Regions from separate parts of the Mus musculus genome. Here all the other regions are linked to region 2. A link is a contact called in public Hi-C and Micro-C data. All regions are on one chromosome and are shown on one strand. The core of a region is the stretch at or near the end of the contact, and the rest is flanking DNA. Distances in the headings are between cores, read along the strand shown.

What was found. A called contact is a pair of places that touch in the nucleus more often than the background predicts.
Region 1: a contact with region 2 is called in a Micro-C map of muscle stem cells, with 3 times the contacts expected there. The contact joins two enhancer-like sites. A contact is called at or near these places in 1 of 39 promoter capture datasets (pre-B cells), 6 of 484 Hi-C or Micro-C datasets (LSK cells, granulosa cells, muscle stem cells and 2 more), 1 of 115 datasets of contacts at active chromatin or transcription factors (fibro-adipogenic progenitors) and 2 of 9 other capture datasets (adipose tissue and pancreatic islet).
Region 3: a contact with region 2 is called in a Hi-C map of muscle stem cells, with 2.4 times the contacts expected there. The contact joins two enhancer-like sites. A contact is called at or near these places in 1 of 39 promoter capture datasets (stem cell-derived epiblast-like cells), 1 of 484 Hi-C or Micro-C datasets (muscle stem cells) and 2 of 115 datasets of contacts at active chromatin or transcription factors (fibro-adipogenic progenitors and large pre-B cells).

Annotation. Positions count from the first base shown.
Region 1 is chr10:4,620,380-4,623,079 of GRCm38.p6, reverse strand. It overlaps a transcript of Esr1 not described here. Among named protein-coding and RNA genes, the nearest start is that of Esr1, 88 kb to the left of the region's middle. Within about 2 kb of position 1,444, at least 113 of the 459 cell types and tissues checked have an H3K27ac peak or open chromatin away from gene starts, as enhancers often do. A contact at or near this core is called in adipose tissue, fibro-adipogenic progenitors, granulosa cells and 1 more, where this site is marked.
Region 2 is chr10:4,774,378-4,777,077 of GRCm38.p6, reverse strand. The region is part of intron 3 of Esr1 (estrogen receptor 1 (alpha)); the gene reads right to left. Among named protein-coding and RNA genes, the nearest start is that of Esr1, 66 kb to the right of the region's middle. Within about 2 kb of position 1,422, at least 51 of the 459 cell types and tissues checked have an H3K27ac peak or open chromatin away from gene starts, as enhancers often do. A contact at or near this core is called in adipose tissue, fibro-adipogenic progenitors, granulosa cells and 1 more, where this site is marked.
Region 3 is chr10:4,982,850-4,985,549 of GRCm38.p6, reverse strand. All of the region lies in intron 7 of Esr1 (estrogen receptor 1 (alpha)), which reads right to left. Among named protein-coding and RNA genes, the nearest start is that of Esr1, 270 kb to the right of the region's middle. Within about 2 kb of position 1,424, at least 8 of the 459 cell types and tissues checked have an H3K27ac peak or open chromatin away from gene starts, as enhancers often do. A contact at or near this core is called in muscle stem cells, where this site is marked.

The sequences.
Region 1 (2,700 bases), core at 195-2,694, 150 kb after region 2:
CTCAACACCGACATTCCACAACAGGACAGAAGACTGAAATATTTGAAACCGTGATCCACACTGAAGTTTCCCTTCTTCAAAATAATTTTCTTTCAGGGTATTTGTCACTGTGATAAAAGCCTGGTTCTGGTGTTAACTATTTGACAACTCACATCTAGCAAAGAGAAAAACAGGACTTTAAAGAACTGCCTTGTACCTACAGGAAGCTGGCTTTAAAAGAGTGGGGAGGAAGCAGACCCACAGGTGGGCTCCATGCTAATCTATTGACATACACTTCAAATGTTATTTTTCAGCCCTTTAGAGTTTCTACTTAAGAATAGAATTTAGCATTAACAGATAAATGCACGCAAGAGTGGGAGAGAGAAGATCTGGGTTATTTTTTAGCCCCAACAAACACGAAGAGGGATGATTCTGGTGACAGAAGAGAAATGGCAGTTATTCGGGGAGATGCGTTCAATGGTATCCCAAGTCCTGGTGGGTTTTGGTCAGTTGGTTGGTTGGTGGTTGGTTGGTTGGTTGGTTGTTGGTTGGTTGTTGGTTGGTTGGTTGGTTGGTTGGTGGTTGGTTGGTTGGTTGGTTGGTTGGTGGTTGGTTGGTTGGTTGATTTTCAGACTTGTATCAAAATCCTAGCAACAACCCCACTTTCTGGAATTAATCAATTTTGAATCCAGGACTTCAAAAGTAGAAAAAAAAGTTAGAAGAAAAATAGAAGTCGTTGCAGAGACTGTCACGTGCATAGAAACACACAACTACAGGGCAGGGAAGATGGCTTTGCGGCTAAAGGCCTTGTCACACAGGACATGAGTTCTCATCTCCAACACCCACAAAGGATGTGTGCAGAGTCTGCAATCTCAGCACTAAGAAGCAGAGGTGGCCTGGCCCCTGGAGCCCATTGGTCAGTCATTCTAACCATTACAGTGAGATGCATATTCAGTGAGAGACTTCCTCTCAAAAACTAAGATGACCTCCTCATGCATAGGTATGGTACTGACACACATATCCATACAGACATGTTCATAGACTACACACACACACACACACACACAGGAGGGAGGGAGGGAGGGAGGGAGGGAGGGAGGGAGGGAGGGAGGGAGGGAGGGAGGAGAGAAGGGAGAAAGGAGGAAGAGAGGGGAAAGGGAGAGAGGAAGAGAGGAGAGGGAGGGGGAGAGGGACAGAGATGAGAAAGAGGGGAGAAGAAGAGAGGAAAAGGGAGAGAGAGAGAAAGGGGGAGGGACATGGGGAGGAGAGGGGGGGAAGGAAACTGTACTGGAAACAGTATGGCTGGCAACCTACTTTGCACATTGCAATCCCCATCAAGATGAAGGACACGTTGTTTGCCAAGCCCTCCCCTTTGCCTTTTCTTCATCATGCTGTTCTTGCTATCCAAAAGAGGAATCAAACCAGCTGCCAACATGGAGTTGGCAAATAGCTGCAGGCGCTGTCTTCCTGGAAACGCCAACCGGCAGCCATCCCCACAAGGCCACAGAGGTTTCGGGAGGGCAGATTCACCACTGCTCAGACTCCTCATAGTGGGATTAGAACCCTAACTGTCTAAACTAATAAGCCAGAGGAGCTGGGGGTGTGGGGGAGTGGGTATGTGCTCCTAAACAGCCCGGGGTCGGCCACGTCCTTCCAGGCAGGGGCTAAGAAGGTCCCTTGTGCCTGAGGACGGTTGATCAGATAGACCTGAAGACTTGCCGGACAAGTCCCACAGCACTTCTGAGGATAGTGACTAAGCTCCAGCTTAGCAAAATTATCTAATATTTTGATTAGTCACTGAGTAAAAACTTTGCTAGAACCCTTCATTTCCTACACAGTTGGACAGACACGGTGTCAACGGAAGATTTCCTGAAAGTGCTTCCCCGGAACTGCCCAGTTCTGCAAGTAGGAAGTCAGCAAGTTGACCGAAGCCCGCTGGCCTGGCTCTCAGTGGGATCAGGCTTAGTTCACTGGCAGCGCAGATTGGCAGGCAGGCCTGGGTCCACGCCCCGCCCCTCCCTTGCAGTTCAGGCAGGTTCTATAAAAATAAACTTACATACTATTCTGTTGACTCAGATTTCCTGCGCTTTCGAACGCTTTGAAGGTTAACATGATATTTACAAGCCAGAGGACGTTCGATATTTTATATCACATGGCCTGCTACTGGAGAAAACTGCTAACGAACGCAGCTGGCAGGGCAGACAATGTGGACATTTGTAGTAACAGAGACCTGGCTTTCCAAAAGGGCTGTGAGCTGGTTCAAAATGCTCAATGGAGGAAGTGAGAAATGGATTTGGAAGTCAGTAAGACCTTTTCAGTTCTAACTTTTAAGTAAAACATGTTACGACTGGTGTCCACAATACATGTGAAATGACTTTTCGCCTGCTTACATGGGCATACATTCTTTTACAAAGCTTCCACTGTCCCTTTGAATAATTACGTTCAGAGGAGAAGGCTCTTAATTACTGAAAGGCCATTATTAAGTAGCAACTGGAAATACATACGTCTGCTCCCCATTTTAGGGTTAAACATGAATTCACATGTTGCTCCTTATCAACGCCATTCAATTAGCAGTAGAAGAAAAGGGTCATAACGTCGAAGAAGGGAATGTTTTTTTTGCTTACTAACAGCTATTGCAAAGCTGTGAGAGAGAAAAATACAATTTAAAAGCTTTAAAAAAAAAAAAACACTGAGGGTAGGGATCTCTATTTAGGGCAGGCA
Region 2 (2,700 bases), core at 173-2,672:
GGAGCTGTCCTAAGTATCGATGTGAGAAAGCAGAAAGATGAATCAAGGTTGGATTGATTGATCCTATTCTGATTCAGTTCTATGTGACAATCTCTGTGGCCAAGGACTGACTAACTAGCAGCATACGCCATGGGCTTCTCATAAACTAGCAATGTGCTTGGTGGGTTCAGCTCTGTGTCTCATCTCAATATCACAAACAATGAGCTGGGTTGCTCCAATTACAGAGTCATAACTTGAGACGCCAGGGATCTGACTAACTTGTTCAAGGTCTCTTGGCTGATAGATGGTAGAACCATCATTAAAATGCAGATCTGTCTCATTCGTGGGTCTTTGGGTTTTTCTTTAATTTTTTTTTCTTTTTAGAATACTGCCATGATTGGCTAAGAAGAAAGAACTCAATATTAACTCAGAACACTTAAGCATTAAATTATGCTTATAATAATAATGTAACAGCTAAATAAATCACTTTATCTTTGAAAAGCATTTCAGAATCAGCAATGTAATCATCTCCAGACCAATTCTGAACTCTGTCGTTGCCACCAAACAGGAAAGATAAACCACACGAAAGATTACATTTATCTGTGCGTCAGGACATGTATTTTTTTATTCTAGAAAAACCTCTTCAACATATTCTGTCACAAGTTCCAGATGGAAAGAAAAACTAGAAAGCAAATTTTTGAGGAAATTAAACAAAAACTTTAAGCCCTTTGAAAGAATAACTGTAGCCGTGTGTTTGTAAATAAATTTCCACTCAGATATTAAAATGAATACTTTCTGATTCACAGCCAGTGCAATGAGCCAAACCAAATGAAATAAAATTTGGCTGCCTCAGTGCACACATTCCTAAAAGTCCAGTGAGGACATTCAGTGGGCCCTGATTTGAACTATTTCACAACCACATCTGTACGTAGCAGCATGCACAAAAAGAAAAAAGAGAGAGAGAGAGAGAGAGAGAAAGAAAAAGAAAAAGAAATCCAGGATGCTTAATCATGCATCCCAAATTCTATTTTCACACGAGTTCTTTTTAATTAATTTTACCAGAAGCAACACCCACCTATAAATTGCATTTTGCTTTTATTTTTTAAATGAACCAGAAAGTATTACTAATATCCAATTATATTCCCCAAAGATGTTTTGAAAGAAGGAATTCTAGGAAAGACAACAGCCCTGGAAAGTCTCCTTTTCTTCATAAAAAGTGAAGTCAGAAGAAATTCTCTCTGTCCTTATAAGACCCCAATTGACTGAACATGTTGACGTGATACCTTTGGGTCCAGTCTCTGTAGCCCATCTGCAAAGCCACAGTTGTTTCAAGCACCTGGCACAGAATCAAGCCAACAGCTGCGACAAAGCATGATGGGATCAGTGACCACCACCTCACCACAGTACCCTGGAGACAATGAGTCGCTTTCAACAATGCATCTCCTAGCTCTACACACAAGGAAATGCTAGTGTGCAGTCCAGAATAGGACCTTCTGAAATGGCTCCTCCTGCTCCTATAATATCCAGCACAGGGTTTTGAACACCCTGAGAACATGGTGCCTTGCCCCAAGACCAGATTTTAGAAGGTCTGAAGGACTGGGTAGGGGGATGAACAAAGAAAAAGATGAGTGTTAGATAAGATTGAAACAAAGGAGGAGATGGTGTAACCATCGGGGTGACTAATTCAAAGGCAGGCAGCATTCCCCAAATGTCCTGGCCTTCCTTCTTTGTACTTTTTGCTTCCAGAAAGTTCTCCAAGCTTTCTTACCACATCAACTCCTTTAAAGATAAAACCCTGATGGCCAGAACTGGTAGAAAGAATTTCAAAGTATTCTCTTCCTGAGAGAGAAGGAAGAGAAAATGTTCTTGCAATCTAAGAGACAGGATAAAACCCAGAGACCCTGAGCAGGTTCTGCCACGTGGTCTGGTTCCACACAGTCAAAGATAAGCTTGTGCTCCAGCTCAGGGTCATTTTAATGCTTTAGGGAGAGAGGAAAAGATTGTTGGCTGAGATCAGATTAGTGCAGAGTATGGAGATATGGAGGTCCTTCAAACTGCTGGGACCCTTTAAAAAAAATGGATTCCTGATTTACTAAGTGCTAACTAAGAATTTCACCGATCTTTGAGAGTCTCGCCGAAATTCTATTGTAGGCACAACTCTGCATAGACATTCCAATGAAAAGGAAGGACAGGAAAGTCGGGCATTTAAGATTCCACAAATAGGGACTTCTTTAGCACATCTGTAGCAATGGTGCAGGCATTACTGATTTTCTTCACTTGACTGCGACCTCTTCAAAAATAAGGAGACCGGCTAATCTACTTTTTCAACCTCAACAATTGTGTCTGACTATTGGAGTAAATCAATTTGTCCATTTTTCTTTCTTTAACACTTAGCACAATAGCCTCAAGATTACCCCATGCTCTTGTGGATGGAAAAAAACCCCTCCTTTTTAATAAATAATACTTCAATTCTACAAGTAATTTCAAGAGAGTAAAGAAGAAAAAGAAATAACAGGTGTGGTCAACACGTGCAAAGTTTTTGTTCATCTTGTGGCCACTGGAGAGTTAAAGGATGCATAAAGAAACATGGGTTGATTGGCCTGTGAATTTCAGCCAGGGTGGTGTGCAGAGTCCTCAAGCCTAGAGACAATTTCTGTGAGGTATGTCGTGGTGGCCCAGAAGCCTGGTAAAGAGTAAACGTGATGGTCACCCAGGAAACAC
Region 3 (2,700 bases), core at 175-2,674, 210 kb before region 2:
CAATATATCAATAAAGATACATCAAGGTGATGTTCATCCATAACTCTTAGAGTCCCTACTTAAGGAATAGTGTCACCAGAGGCCCCAGACACTTTGCTGAAGACACAAACCACTCTATTATTGTCCTTTAAAAATTTATGACCAAACATTTTTTAAGCTATTATGTTTGGGGTTAATTGGTTTTGCAAGAGCAGCAACCTTTACACACATGACCATCCACATCAGAGTTTTAGGGAGAAAACTGATCAAGAAGAAGCAGATTGGAAATTCAATTTCTGATGCTCTGAACCACCAGATAAGATCTGATGGCCCTGGCCACTTCATGTTCTATAGTTCAGTTTTCATGGTCTAGGCCATGTGGGTGCTTTGACAGCAACACAGGTTCATAGTGTTGGATAGGTGTACAGGCAACAATTTGCATAGGATTCCTTCTGATTTCACTAAATTCATCAAGCTGAAAATAAAAGTGTCCTATACATGTTTTGTCAACTCAACACAGCCCAGAGTTGTCTGAGAGAAAAGCCTCAACTGAAGGTCTAGGGTGGATTGTCTTGATTGTTAATTGACATAAGAGGTTCCAACCCACTGTGGGCGACAACATCCTTAGGCAAGTGTTCCTATGCTGTATAAGAAACCAGCTGAGCATAAACATGAGCAAACCAGCAAGCAGCATTTCTCCATGGCTTTTGCTTGAAGATCCTGTTTGAGTGTGTGAGTTCCTATCCTAACTTCCTTCAATGATGGATTATGACCTGAGCATATAAGCCAAAGAAAACATTTCCTCTTCTAAGTTGCTGTTTGTCTCAGAGGGTTCCTTTGTTTGTTTGTTTGTTTGTTTGTTTGTTTGTTTTTATCACAGCCACAGGAAGGAAACCAGAATCTACATAGATCACTCCCTACCTGGAAAACACTAGCAATTCCAGTTTCCCTTGGGAGAATAGAGGCTAAGTTGTACAATCTTCATCAAGTCCTGATTATTAAGAAGTCATTTTTGTAGAGATTTGCCTTCAGAGAAGTTCTGTTGAGTAACTAGCATATTGTCCTTTTTAAAATCCCTATGAACCTTGCAATAGAATGACTTCTCTTTGGTTTGACCTAGAACTTTAGAGCCAACCCTGCAGCTCATTTCAGGTACAGCACAGAGACACTTTCTTGTGCTGATATAGCTCACAGAGTTGGTGATTTCTGCATATTACTCTCCCTTTATATGATATTTGTTAACTATTAGTTCACTACTTTTCATTGCATGAAATTCATTAAGTATTTCAAATCTTCTGGAACAACAATAGGGGTGGGTTGGGGAGGGAGGATGTCCCTTCTTCCCTGGGAATCAATGTAAAAAGTCACTGTGGATAGATGTGCTCATAAAATATCACCATGCGTCCATCTGACTTAGTCTCTGACTCAGAAAAGCTGACTCAAGAACTAAGAATGAATAACAAACTTATGCAGACATTTCCACGTCATCCTGAAGTGGGCAGCCTGCTCAAGTATCTGTAATGTCACCAACACCAAGAACTAAGAAAAAAAAAGTCCTAATTGGACAGTTTGATTCCCCTGAAGAGCAAATCCTTAGGAAAACTTCCCTCTATTTCCTGAGGAATACTCCAAACAGCAGACAGTCCCTTCTGGGATTTGCTGTTGTTGTTGTTTTGCTTTTTTATAACTAGTATCAAATTTTCTGATTTCCAAGAGGCAAGTGAGCTGTGGGTTGCGTATTTCTTCAGGCGTCTCACTTCCACCCTTCATTTAAGTGAGTATTCGACAGCATAGAAACCCCAGTACACAGGCATCACATGAGTGTGATTGGCTTATTTTAAGTTTTCTTAAAGAGAATAAAGCTAACATTACATTCCATATATGGAGATGTGGAATTTCAGAATTGTGTTTAAAAGATGTCTTATGGTCAGTTAGTTTGGTTATGGAACCATTTGAGCAGCACTAACTGGGCTTAGGGAATTAGCACCAATAAGAGAAGCAGGAAGGAGGAGGAAGATGAAATGAGGGAGGAGAAAAAAGAGAAGGAAGAAGAGAAGGAAGAGGAAGAGAAGAGGAAGTTTAAAGGTGGTTGGGTTGAGGGGAATGTGGGTAGCAATTAATAGGAAAGATTTGATCACATATTGCTGAAAGTATGCATGAAATTCTAGAGAAAAAACTATTTAAAATTAATTAATCTGATGGTTTAGAAATTATTTAAAGAATCAAAAAAGCCCCATATGACTATATCTATAGCTAGGCAGACAGAGATATATAGGATTAGATGATAGATAAGTAGTTAGTTAGATAAACAATAGATAGATAGATAGATACATACATACATACATACATACATATATACATACATATGTAGATAGATAGATAGATATAGACAGAAAGACAGACAGACAGACAGACAGACAGACAGACAGATAAAGTTAGCCTCATGTGAAACCCTCACATTTAAACTTTGTTGAGTTATTCTACTTTGATAAAGGCAGGAACAACACCAGGGAAAGACCAGCACCCCTGCACACTGACTTTGTCTGCCAATCTCAGGTAGCCTTGAGACACTTCTAGACAACTTGGCTTCAGCAGAAGGAAGGATAAAAATTGCCAGACTCCAAAATCTGAGAAGACAAGTCTTAGAGAGAGAAAAATATTCGCAAAAGACACATCTAATGAAGGACTATTCTCCAAAATATATAAAAAAGGTGTTCAAAC